2 separate regions of the Lactuca sativa genome follow, and region 2 is linked to region 1. The links are chromatin contacts, called in public Hi-C maps. All regions are on one chromosome and are shown on one strand. The core of a region is the stretch at or near the end of the contact, and the rest is flanking DNA. Distances in the headings are between cores, read along the strand shown.

What was found. Hi-C and Micro-C count contacts between places; a contact is called where the count stands out from the background.
Region 2: a Hi-C map of leaf shows a contact between it and region 1, with 3 times the contacts expected there. The contact joins the promoter of LOC111906059 here to the promoter of LOC111906060 in region 1. A contact is called at or near these places in 2 of 4 Hi-C or Micro-C datasets (both in leaf).

The regions. Positions count from the first base shown.
Region 1 is chr6:18,893,741-18,900,234 of Lsat_Salinas_v11, reverse strand. LOC111906060 (ATP-dependent zinc metalloprotease FTSH 4, mitochondrial) reads right to left here and starts at 3,303. Exons shown (of 7, transcript XM_052764576.1): 1 at 3,043-3,303; 2 at 2,046-2,133; 3 at 1,690-1,959; 4 at 1,371-1,616; 5 at 975-1,099; 6 at 129-605; 7 at 1-40. The coding sequence starts at 3,069.
Region 2 is chr6:19,273,927-19,280,915 of Lsat_Salinas_v11, reverse strand. LOC111906059 (protein indeterminate-domain 7) reads right to left here and starts at 5,123. Exons shown (of 3, transcript XM_052764577.1): 1 at 4,252-5,123; 2 at 3,642-4,041; 3 at 2,207-3,400. The coding sequence starts at 4,462. The coding sequence ends at 2,356.

The DNA of each region.
Region 1 (6,494 bases), core at 2,054-4,553:
TCGCAACCACCATTAGATCGACATCATCCGCCTTTAAGATCTGTTGCAATGAATTGAAACGGTTTTTTAATTTTACTCTAAAAAAGAAAAAGAAAAAGAAAAAGGAAAGGGCAAAACAGTCATTTTACCTTTGACATGTGAGACTCCATAATCTGGCGCCTGCCTTCAACATCGGGATTGGGGACCACCACGCGGCGGTCAAACCTCCCGGGTCTGACCAGAGCCTTATCCAAGGACTGAGGAAAGTTGGTTGCTGCAATAACAATGATCCCTTCATTCTGTTTAAATCCATCCAATTCAACAAGCAACTGATTCAAAGTCATCTTCATGTATTGTTGATCCTTAGGGTTTCTGCTTCCACCAATGGCATCAATCTCATCTATGAAGATGATACAAGGTGAACGTTTTTTTGCTGCAGCAAAAAGATCCCTCACTCTTCTTGCTCCAACACCAACAAACATTTCCTCAAATTCACTTCCACTGCATGAGAAAAACGGGACACCTGCTTCTCCGGCGATTGCACGGGCCAACATGGTTTTTCCAGTCCCCGGTGGGCCCACCAGTAAAACACCTTTTGGTAATTTTCCACCAAGACGAGTAAATCGCTACACATCACAATTCAATCAAAAATTAATTTCTTATACTCTTGGGTAAATTATGTTTTCTCTTCTAATTTTGGTTCATTTTGTTTTTGTAATGTTTTTGGTCCATGTTCCAAGAAACTGGTTATACATTTAGGACCAAAATTGCATAAATCAACTATACAAAGGGACCAAAACTGACTCACAAAGAATAATCATTTTACATGGAAATGGAACCAAAAACATTACAAGTCAAATGAGGTTCAAAATCGCAAGAAAAAACTTTTTGGAACCACAACTGCGAAAACCAGCTATACTCAAGGACAAAAAATGTAGATTATTTCATAATCTTGGACTATTTTTAAATTTATAAAAGTGGATTTATTTATTCACCTTAGGGTCACGTAGATAGTAAACAATTTCTTCGAGTTCAGCTTTTGCTTCATCTACACCTTTCACATCACTAAATTTTGTGCTGGATTCCATACTTGGCTGGACCTCATCATGAAGACCTAGTCCTAGAAGGATATGAGCAATATTGTCCATTATTAATAACAGTTGTTAAATAAACAGTAATTTGTTACTTATCATCATTTATATACACAAGGGTAAAATAGCCATTTACTCAGATTCAGATAGTTGATTCGGTCTAAAAAAGAAGCAGTTACAGTTTACATATAATTATATTTATAGTTTATCCATATAGGACTCAATTGCAAAAGATAAAGAAACAACCCTTGGTGTGCTTGATAATGTATAAAGGACTAGGGGCAAAAGTGTAATTAATACCTTTAGTGATTCCTCTATCCTCTATAAGTGCTCCAACACCAGACATGAGTAGAAAAGTCATGCCCAAAGCACGAACTGTACGCCATATCTGTTCTTTCAAATGTCCTCCTTCAGTAGCCACCATATGTATAGGTGCAGCAGCTGTTCCCAACACACCTTCTTTTGTAGATTTTCCAACATTTTTCAAAGCTGAAAATCCACCAATCATTTCTTCTTCATATCCTCCTTTCCCAGACCCTGCCATTCCTAAAATTCACAAAAAAAATTAAGTAACATGGTTTTTTACTTTTTTATTCCATTTGTTCATGTTGACACTTACCTCTTTGTAATGTTTTGAGCAACTCACTTTCATCCAATCGGTCAACTTTAACCAGGGCTTTGACATATTCTTTAAGTGCTGAAGGATTTGAGTGCAAATAAGGCTGACTTTCAAATTGTCTTATCACAGCTTCTGGATCACTTTGATGATAAAGCTCCCTAAATGATGCAGCACTTCCTCTGTTGTCTGCATCACGTTCACGCATTCTTCTTGCAAAACCTCCACCATAGCTTGACTGAAACCTTCTTTGGCCACTTTCCACCTTGTAAACTGCAAATATATAATCAATTAATCATTCCATAGATTAAGTAACTAATATGGAAGGTTAATGAGTGTTTAACTGTTTATATATATACCTGTATCAGATACAACTGTTTGAGAAGTATTGTATGATCTGGTATACAGGCTTTTCAGAAGCTTCACTTGTGATTGTGGCCTTGAGACCTATTACATATAAATAAACACTAACATGGTGAATAGTAAAACCATTTGCAAAGTATATTAGTGAAAAACTCATGAAAGTATATTTGCGAATAAGTAAAGATGACAGATGTATTTTTTAATCTCCAATGAATATGATTGATTTAGTGATAGAACAATCGGAGGCTATGTTCACAAACTTCATAGCTAACTAGAGGCTGATCTCCTAATCTGCAGCATATAAAAAGTTCTCAACCAAACAAGAAAAAGAAAAAGTGATGAAAGAAAAGAGGAATAGAGAAAGTTGCAATCAATCACAGACAAGTGTGTGCCCAGAATTGATATTTTGTCTTTTTACAACATATAGGACCTACAATTAAACTATCCTAATTCCTAACACTTATTATATCATTTCATCACCAATTTTACCTAATCATACAGTAAGAACACGCATGGATTCATTTGATGGCTAAGCAAAGTATAAAGAAATTCAAAGACTATGTTGTCCAACAAAAACCGATTCTTAACATAATATTGCACGTGAGACCAAAAAGAACAATGATCATGAAAACACTTCAATTTCAGTACATCGAATCTGATGAATGTAACAAGACCACCAAAGAAACATTGATCAAGAAAACACTACAAATTTCAATATATAAGTATATACATATACATATATCAATCAACCAAATGTCCAACAAATTGCATCAATCTACAGCTACGTAACCATGTTGAAGCTACTCGAAGAAGGTCTGTGAGAACCCTAAACGCTCTTTCAGATTAGGGTTTTCTTTCTTTTCGTATGTAACCCTAACTGATTTCGAAGGAACGTTCAAGTGTAATAACCCATCCATATGCATAATTGACATGATCTAACCAAGAAAGATGAAACAGAGCAATTGTTGAAATAAAAGATGAAGGAAAATAGACCTGGGTAAGAAGGCGTTTTAGGCCCATCTTTCTCCTTCTCTTCAAATCAAAGGTCAGATCTTTGTCTCGCCCTTTCTTCCTCGAACAGAAATTTCAAAATAGATGTTTGATTCAAAGGCTGCGCGCTTTCAGCGAGGAATTGGTGGGTTTACGAGAGAGGGAGGGGGGAAGAGATGTCTTGAAGGGGAAACGAAAGATTGGATTTTTATGTTGTTTTAGGAAATCCTAATCCAATTGTTCGTTAAAGGGTTCATAGGCTGCTGAATAGTGAACACGCGTTGGTGCACGCCTCACCTAAGTATGCACCATTTTTAACTCTAACTCGTCTTACAAAATTGATTAAATCTTTCCTAATAAAAATTTAAATTATTGAAAATATATTTTTTAATTATATAAAATTATAATCGTTGATTCAAATAACTACGTGTTATCTTATAATTTGTATTAATTTTATTTTATTTTTTATTTTAATATTATTAATTTAATATAATTAAAGTAAAAAATTTAAAATGAAAAATCAATAGATTGATAAGTGGCATAACCAGGACCGGTCCCAGACAATTTGAGGCCTAGGACAAAAAAAATTTGGGGCCCTTACAAATTTCTTTTTTGTAAAGAAGACCTGCACCTCCGTAAATTTTTATTAATTAAAAAAAAAACAATACAATTTTTATTAATTAAAAAAAATAGTACAATTGAAGTTTGGGGACTCCCCACCTACGGAAAAAAAAAAAAAAAAAAAGGGGGCTTCGGGACTGACCCCAGAAGCCAAAAAAACTAGCAACTATTAATACAAAAAACTAAAAAAACAAAACAAAATTAAAAGGCCAGAACATGCTCTCTGAACCTTAATACATAATTATAAACATAACAAAGAAACAACTAAAGAAATTTACATTTATTAGCTTTTTTAGATGCAAAGTGATCAATTATAAAATCAAATTCAATATTATCAAACAAATCTTTTTCATGTATGACATTATCTTCTTCATCTAAATCATTTTGTTGTGCGACATTATCTTCTACATTAGAAGAATTTACTTTTTTAACATACTTATTCATAGATCCTCTTTGAGAATCATTAAATTGTCCAATTTTTTGTTTTTTTTGTTTTTCTCTTCCAGATATATATTTTCTATGAGGCATTTTTAATAGATAACAATCAAAATATATAGCAGATAACAAATAATCACACAGATTCACAAAAAACATATTAACTTACTAAAGGGAAAATAGACTACCTGATGACTAATGTGTGTTGCTCAGCAGTTGACTTTCTATTGATTGTCTATATCATTATATCCCCAGTCCTTTGAGCCCAAAGCAATAAGGAATCTGCAGACTAAAAGTACAAAATCATTTTTAAATATCATAATTTTTGAATTTAACAAACTCACAAAAAATAAATTAACAAATTTTATTGAAAAGAAACTACCTGTAGGTTGTAAGTCTGTAACCTGTTTAGATGTTAATAATCTTTGAGCAGCCCAAAATAGAAATGAAAAATCCCAAATCTGATTATCTAAAGATAGAAAACAGTTAAAAAGAGAAATCAAAAAATTAATTTCATATCTAATTGCCTCAAATCACAAATTTGATGACCTACAATTAAGCAATGATTCATATAAAATCAAAATAAGAAAATTTATTTCAATAAACAATGATTAATCATTCTAAATAAGAAAATTGATTCAATTGCAGATTCTTAACATAATAGTTCACAAATTAAAAAAAATAGACTTACATGTATTCAAAAAAACGGCTTGTCAACTGCAGCTAATTCTGAAAGAGTGTTGTTATGCGTTTGTACTCTACTTCAAATGTCATACGAAATCGGAAATCACCAATTCACCATTCACCAAAAGATTCGGAAATATTGAAAGGAACCAACTATTTAGAAAAATGAAATCAGAAAATAGAAGAGAAAGAATATTGTGTATAATCGACTAATCAGCGAAATCAGCGATGGGCGATGGTGAATCAGAAAATCAAAATTCTAAGAATAAGAGATTAGAGAAGGGTAACCGATTAACTTGAAATCTTGAACTAGAAAAAGAAGAAGCAGAATCGAGAAGACGAGAACTAACCGTTAGAGATGGTGTCGTTTGGATTTTCCATGGATGCGAAGCTGAAGAGAAGCCATCGATTGAAATGCGATTTAAGCCCTTGGAAATTGAAACTGGGAAATGCAAATCAGCAAATGCGGTAGGTCACACTCCCGTCTCCCGCTTCTTCAATTGGGGCGCAACTCGTGTTAATATTGGGCCAAAAATTATGGGCTATGACTAATAAAGGTTTAAAAATATGTGTTGTAACTAATATAACCCAATATCAGGTATAAATATGGGGCCCTTTGGCGTTTGGGGGCCCGGGGCGGTCGCCCAGCTTGCCCAGGCCCATGGGTCGGCCCTGGGCATAACATTAATTAGGATGACATATGGCAAAAGAACTACTCTTTTATTAGTATAGGGAGATAGGGAGATTTGGCTACACGTGGAGTTGCAGGACTCGGTACACACCGCACCACCAACTCGTCATGTGCCTCACCTAAGTATGTACCATTTAATTTTTAACTATAACGCATCTTACAAAATTAATTAAATCTTCGTAATGAAAATTTAAAATTATTGAAGAGATATCTTTTAGTTATATAAAATTATAATCGTTGATTCAAATAAAAACGTGCCACCTTATAATATGTATTAATTTTATTTTATTTTTTATTCTAATGTTATTAATTTAATATAATTAGAGTGAGAAATTTAAAATTTAAAATGAAAAATCAATAGATTGACAAGTTGCATAACATTAATTAGGATGACATATGGTAAAAGAACTACTCTTTTATTAGTATAGGGAGATTAGGCTACACGGGGAGTTGCAGGACTTGGTACATGAAAGACCCACACTTTCATATTACTAAAAAATTGTTACTCCAAAACATGCTACATGCATATTCATAAAAACAACATTTTAAATTGATAAAGTGATTACAAACGACTGGATACAAACCGACTATTACAAAGTGTTATATATTACACAACTACCCAAGATACTATACTTTTATACATACATGAGTACAAAATACAATAGTTTCAAACTATTCAAAATCTTCCAACAGTATACGACTATACTGGTTACTTATCTCCTGCAATTGTTAAACATTGAGAGGGGTAAGCGGTGACGCTTAGTGAGTTCAATAATAGATATAATATAACGTTATATATACTTCAATATGGAAGAAGCAAAGAGGAACAAGGAACAACAAAGGCATATGTGAATCATGAGACAAACTTTCCATATTGAATCAATGATTTGATTCAAAGATATACAATCAATGAGACATAACAATTTCCATACTAGATATACATCAATAAAACTTCGGACCAAATAGCACAGAAGACATCCAATTTCTGATTAAACATTTTGGTAGATTTCATGCTTTTAGCCCT
Region 2 (6,989 bases), core at 3,874-6,373, 380 kb before region 1:
GTTTGGCTTCCTATTGGTTATGAGGAAATTGAATCCGTTCAACCATATATTCTTATGGTATGTCATTGCTCGCCGTTGTGGAACAACATCTGTAAGTAATGGACTTGTAATTGATCTTAATTCTTGTATAATTAGTTTCTATACATGGTTGGTTCGATACTTTTTTTAAATAAAGAAAAACTGTCTTAATGTGGTGGTGCAAAACTAAGTTATGGGTTATATAGCAGTGCCAAAAAGTATTTGTCTTTAAAGCTAAAAACCTCAAAGACTCACTTCTTTAGGGCATCCACAATGTGTTGAACCACATAGAGTCAAATAGATTGTCACATCATCATTCTATGTTCCATATAACTCAGTTAAATTTTTCTATAATATACTGAACTCTACAAAGCTCAATGGAACACTACAAAAGCTCATTTATCATATCCATTTAATAATCAGAAAATTTTCATTTTTCCAATTGAATAGTTTTATGACCATTGAACTCTGTAGAATTCAATGGATTGTCATATCATTATTTTATATTTCATACAATGGTGATTGAACACCAAATATATTAATGCCAAGATGGCATCTCATGTATTTCACATGATAGAGTTTTATCCATTGAATGACAACTAGATTTGTCATGTTATTCAACTCGCTTATTGATCTTGCAATTATGGAGACTATAATGACATTAAGCTCATTTTACTTTCACATCTCTAATATATATGGATGGAAAATGTTTTATTCTTATGTTCTTGCTACTAGGCATGTTTGGCATGAACTTTTAAGAGCTTTTAGTTTTTTTAAAAAAAAACTTGAATATTTTATTTTCGTTTGATTTTTTACTTTTAAAAAAAACTTTGAATCCAAAGGGCATCTTTGGCAAAAATAGTTGTTAGCCGGAAACGGGTAGCGGGTAACTGGTAGCGGGAAGATCTAGCTTTTATTTGTTATATGAGTGTTTGGCAAAAGTAGCTGGTAGCTTTTGAAATATATAAAATTACATAAAAGAACAATTGATTATATATATATATATATATATATATATATATATATATATATATATATATATATATATATATATATATATGGGTAATTATGGAAATTGATTTTAAAAGCTCAGTAACATTTTGTTAAAGGCTATATGAAGTAACTTTTAGATTTGGAGCATTTTGTTTAAACTAAAAGCTAAACGCTCGTACTGTCAAATGAAGCTTTTTGTATAAAGTAGAGCGTTTTGTCAAAAGCTAAAAAGCTAGAAGCTTCCAAACGCTTCCAAAAGTTATGTGCTAAATACGCCTAAAAGTTAATTCAAATAGCTTCTTGGAGCTTTTAGCTTTTATTTTTTAATTTGTTTTATATATTTAAAAGTTAACAACTATCTTAGACAAACTTTTATATATAAATAAAAGGTACAACAAATTCTAGCTATCCTCATATAAAAAAACTACATGGTAGTTGTATACTTTTACTTTTACTCGAATAAATAAAAATAATTTTTACCACTTGTAACATTTTCATGCATTTTGCCACATGTATTTTTGTGGTTAATTCTTAGAAATTAATTTTTAATTGTCATTTTATGGTAATTTTCAATTTTCTTAATTAACTATTTTAAATTTTAGGTTATAGAAAGAATTAACGTGTCATTAATTTGTTTGTTTATATTTTCAAATTTTAATTTTAATATGTTTTCTTCAATATACATAATTCAAAATTAGCATTTTCTTTCAAAGTTTATTGTCATTTTAGACCAAAATAATTTACATAGGAAAAATAATCTAACTTTGTTTATTTCATTGATAAAACTAAAAAAATATTTGGTTAAACCACAAATATGATCAAAATATAATTATTTTTACATAGTTTGTTTTATTAGTATAAATTGAATTATTTATTTATTTATCATTTTGTTAGCATTTATTTTAAATTTTTATTTTAAAAATACTTAATGTTTACATCTTTATATTTAATATTTTTCTTAAAAAAATACTTATATTTATATATTGAGTAAATTTTTTTCAATAAACTGGTGTACTTGTCTCACACTTAGTTGAAAACTAACTTTTCAGCGTCTTTTTTTCTACATTTTACTGTTTCGATTAGGTTTAATTGAACATACCAAGGAACAAGTCTAAAACTTCAATTACTACAAGCAAATATTATGTTTTTCTTGAAACTTCCAACAGAAGAAAAAAAAAAAAAAAAGAAACGAGAATTGTAAAGTTTGCCTGGCGATTAAACCTAACAAAATCAACTGTAATAAGCAAAAAGGACTATGTAATTAAGCGCTTAAAACACGATAATAGGGTGAAAATATATAAGTTGAATTTTCCCATTATCGTCCATGGACTTGCTAGCTTAACATTACCCATGCCAAGGTAATTGATTTTGGTTCTGGCTATGATTATCTTGTTGCTGTTGTTGCTGCTGCTGCTGATGATGATGATAGGGTGAAGAAGTGCTTAACTGATCCAAACCAGCCATACTGAGAAAATGATGATCAACAGTATGAGGTGGAAATCCTGTAAGTCCCAAGAAATCCCTTGTCAACTCATCGTTTTGACCACCGCCATTTGCTTTACTCGGGTTCAGTGCTGCTCCGCCTGACGCTGATATAAATGCTTCTTGAAAGCCGGTACTGTGAGCACTCTTTGTTGAACTCATCATGCCATTATAAGCCTCTTGAAATGCAGTTGACATTCCAGTTGTACAAGCCAAGGATTCAGTATGAAGCAGATGAGAGTGAGCATGCATAGCATTGGTTGTGATTGCATCGGTTTGGTGGTCGAAGCAACCCGTGTTCACGTTAGCAAACCCGCCACCTAATCCCAGCATCCCTTGTTGTTCATTATCACTTGAAGACAAATTTCCAAGACCGGAAGCGTGATGATGAGCTGTTAACAGTGATGTAGGTGCACACATGTGATCATGATGGTGGGGCCCACTTAGAATGGACTGGTGCTGTTGCTGTTGCTGTTGATGTTGCTGTTGCTGTTGCTGCAGTGACATGACCATGGCAGTATTGGTACCAGTTGCAGGCTTGCTCATGGTCACACCCATCTGAGCTGCCTTTTGGAGCAATGCGGTGGCAGACATGTGAGGAGGAGAAGAAGGAGAAGGAAGATGAAGATTATTACTTGAATTGTTATTAGGGGTAGGGTTTTGTTGATGATGATGAACAAACCAGGATGGTAACTGATGATTTTGTTGTAAAGTATTCGTCATGATGTTTGAATTGAGTTGTGGGTGTTGTAGGAGATGTTGAGGTTCAGTTTTGAGTGGGAAAGTCATTGGCAAATGGAGAGGAAGGTGATTTGATGAAAGTAGTAAGGATGATGATGATGAAGATCTTGCATTTTCTCCTGCTAAAGCACCACAGAAGGCTCTGTGAGTAATGAAGCTGTCCCTCCTGTCGTCATGATAGAGATGGAACAAAAAAGAAACAAACAATTTAGCACTCTAAACAAAAAAACGAAACCCATTTATTGTATGTGGAAGCTTAAAAAATCGTAGCATAACACTGTTCTCTCTTTCTCTCACTCACACACACTTCAAAAATCTACAGTATATCATAATATGGATTATTCCACTCGTGAACTTTTATTAAATACTATATATCTTGTTTATTAAGAATTATTAGACCATTTTACCTTGAGAAAAGTGTGCCACAATCACATCGATATTCTCGTGTGCCACAAATCTTGGAATGAGCTTTCCAGTCGGATTGAACAGCATATCGCTTCGAACACTTCTCGCATTTCCATTTCTTCTCGCCATGTTTTCTTGAGAAATGTTTTTTGATACCAGTGAGGTCTCCAAGTGCTCTTGCGGGTTCATGGTGGACACAACTGGGTTCTGGGCATACATACACCTTCTTCCTAACCACCTCTTGTTTTGATCTTTGCTTCAGCTTCCATGGCAGATTGTGACCTCGTCTATGCAACTGAAGATTCTGATCTCTTTGAAACCCTTTGTTGCAAATCTCACATACAAATCTGTTTGTTGCCATCAGTGATTTTGGAGACATAGCTATCACCTCAGCCTCTGGGTCTTTAAGATTCAATTAAAATGATGTAATTAATCAAATAAAGAAATGGTCTTTATATATATACAACACTTTCAATATATATATCAGAAGGTAGATGCCAAGATGAAGATACAAGATCGATAAATATACGTCTATATTATATTAACATTGACGTATGTACATGGATTTGATAAGAATCAAACAAATAACATATGATAACCAACATGGTTTACCTGGATTGCCTGGAAGATTTCTCTTTTTCTTGTTGGTTTGCGTTTGATTGTCGGAATTAATTGGCACAGAAGCTAAGGAGGACTGTTGCATCTGCTGTGGTGGAGGGTACATAGTACCAACTTCATTCTTGTTACTTGATGAAGATAGGCTTGCTTCATTTGATGCTGATGTTAAGTTTGACATACTGTCATCCAAAAACATACCCTTCATCTCTCTCCTCTCTCTTTTTTTTTTTTTTTTTTCCTCTCTCTCTCTAGGTTATTAAATGAACTGGATTAAACAAAAATTCCTTTTAGCTTTCGCTTTGACTCGATATATCAGAAAGATTGACTGATGATACTTTTATCTTCTTTGAAACCCATGTTCTACGGATCTGAATGACAAGAAATTAAGCCTAAATAAGAAACAAAACATTAGAAGAGCTTTTTGTTCTTGATGAATCTAAGATAAGTTAAGATACAACTAAAATTCAAACGCCAAAAGTCTGGACCTGGCAGGCAGTTACCAAACTTCTTCTTGTCCGAGATATATAGTTATAAGCCAACTCTCCAAGATGATCCAACACAAGAATCCATACGCTCAAGTACAAATTGAGTTACCAAAACAAAAACAAAAATCCAATCCGTACAGGTTAAGAAAACAAGTTCATCAATACTCTGTGTGTGTGTATGTGTGTGTGTGTGTGTGTGAGAGAGAGAGAGAGAGAGAGAGAGAGAGAGAGAGAGAGAGAGAGAGAGAGAGAGAGAGAGAGAGAGAGAGATGTGGATGAGAACGTATCCCTAAATTTGGACCTCTTTGATCAAGCGGGCAGCTCGAACCTATCAAAATGGAACCAAAAAACCAAAAGGCAACCGCGATTCTGAAGTTGCATGTTTTTGTCCTATCCTTTGTTTGCTTCTCATTCAAAAATAAACTCATATACATTATTGGCTTTGCTTTTTGTGATGTACAATTACTACTTTCTCCCTCTCTCATATAAAAATTTATGGCACACTTAAAAAATGAAAATAGTATGTGAACAAATCATTAATATTGATTGAGAAAGAAAGTAATTATAAATTTTAATTTAAATAATCGAAAAGGCGTTATAATTGATATCAAATATCAAAAAGAGATTTGTAATACTGTTTCAAGCAACTTTTTGGACTTTTCTATTGCTCTTGTTCATAAAAGTTGAAATAAAGATAATAATGGATTCAAAATTTTTGCCATCAATATCGAAAGGAGTACATAAGAAAAGGGAGTGAGCTTTTGACACACGAAAGTCCACCTTCACATCCATCTTTTTCTTTTTTTGAAATTAAAGATTTTTTTTTGCCTTGGTATTAATTCTTTTATGCAATAAAAACAAATATATTGAGCATTACATACTAGGTTATAGTCATATTAACTATATGCTCTTCATTATATTCATTTACAGACAAAAACATAAGAAAAAAACAAATTGGTGTAAATATATTGAACATAACAATCTTTGTCAATGATTTATATGCAAGACAAAAAATAGGCCCTTTAAAAACGTAAAGCTTAATATTATTGTTGTCCAGTCAACTAATACTTTTTATTTCATTTGGTTATTAATTTTTTTCGATGTTAGTTTGGTAAATATCATTTAACCGGTTAAAATAGGGAAAATGTCTAATTTAGCCTCAGTTACAGCTAGTCTCGATTATACCAAGTATGTGTGGCATTTTTATTTTTAAAATTTTTAAAATTTTTAAAATCAAACTTAATTCATCTCGTAAATGTGAAACTTAATTCATTTTTAATTGATAAAACTGTAAAAATGGTCCCTGTGGTTGGCAAATTTATGCGTTTTTGGTCCAAAACGAAATCTTTGTGCACCAATGGTCCAAAATTAGATATTTCTATTGTTTTTGGTCCCTATACACTTAAAAAGACGGTTATGCCCTTATAATTTATATTATTCATTTTCTTTAATTGTTGAAATACGTAAACTAATTTAATTTGTAATTTTTTGAACTCAAAACAAAAAATAAAAAACAAATGACCCATTCCCCACTCTTATCATCTCCACACTCCATCACCTGTGTTTGGAACCACCATCAGCAAGCGCCGTTCTCGTCGGAGTTCACGTAGATCGCAACCACTACCACATTTTCCAGAGTCCTGGTTGTGAGACTCGCCATCCCCATCGTTCTCTCTCCCACTGTCTCGTTAGATTTAAAACCCCTCACCCTCATTAAAGCCACAAAAACTACCTTTCGCACCACCTGTAATCACCGTTGGAGCTCACCACCATTAAAACCACCTTCATCACCTCCATAACCTCCAACTCCATCCTTAATAACACCGTCTTTAACCCCTGCTTCAGCTTTAATTCAAACCTGCAATAATATTTGTGCTTAGAAAAAAAACAACAATTAAGATCAAATAAAACTCAGATTAACAAAAGGAATCAAATGTTGAATTTGTTGGAGCATGTGGAGGACGAAGGCAACATAATAAAATCAAGTGCTAAAACCAAGAACTCAAATTTGAAGCAGATTCGGTGATTGTCTCCTATGAATTCGACGTCAGATACTTCTAGGGTTTCACTGGTGTTCTCCCATTTGCAGTTTACTCTAAGAAAGAGGTTTCAGATCATAGATCAGAGTCCATTACTCCATAATCTGCTTCACCTTGATCAAATCCATCCTCTTCTTCCTTCAGCACACTTTCTTCCTCCAGCGCCCCTACTCTCTTTGTCCCAAACGTGTGTGCCTGTGTGTGTTTA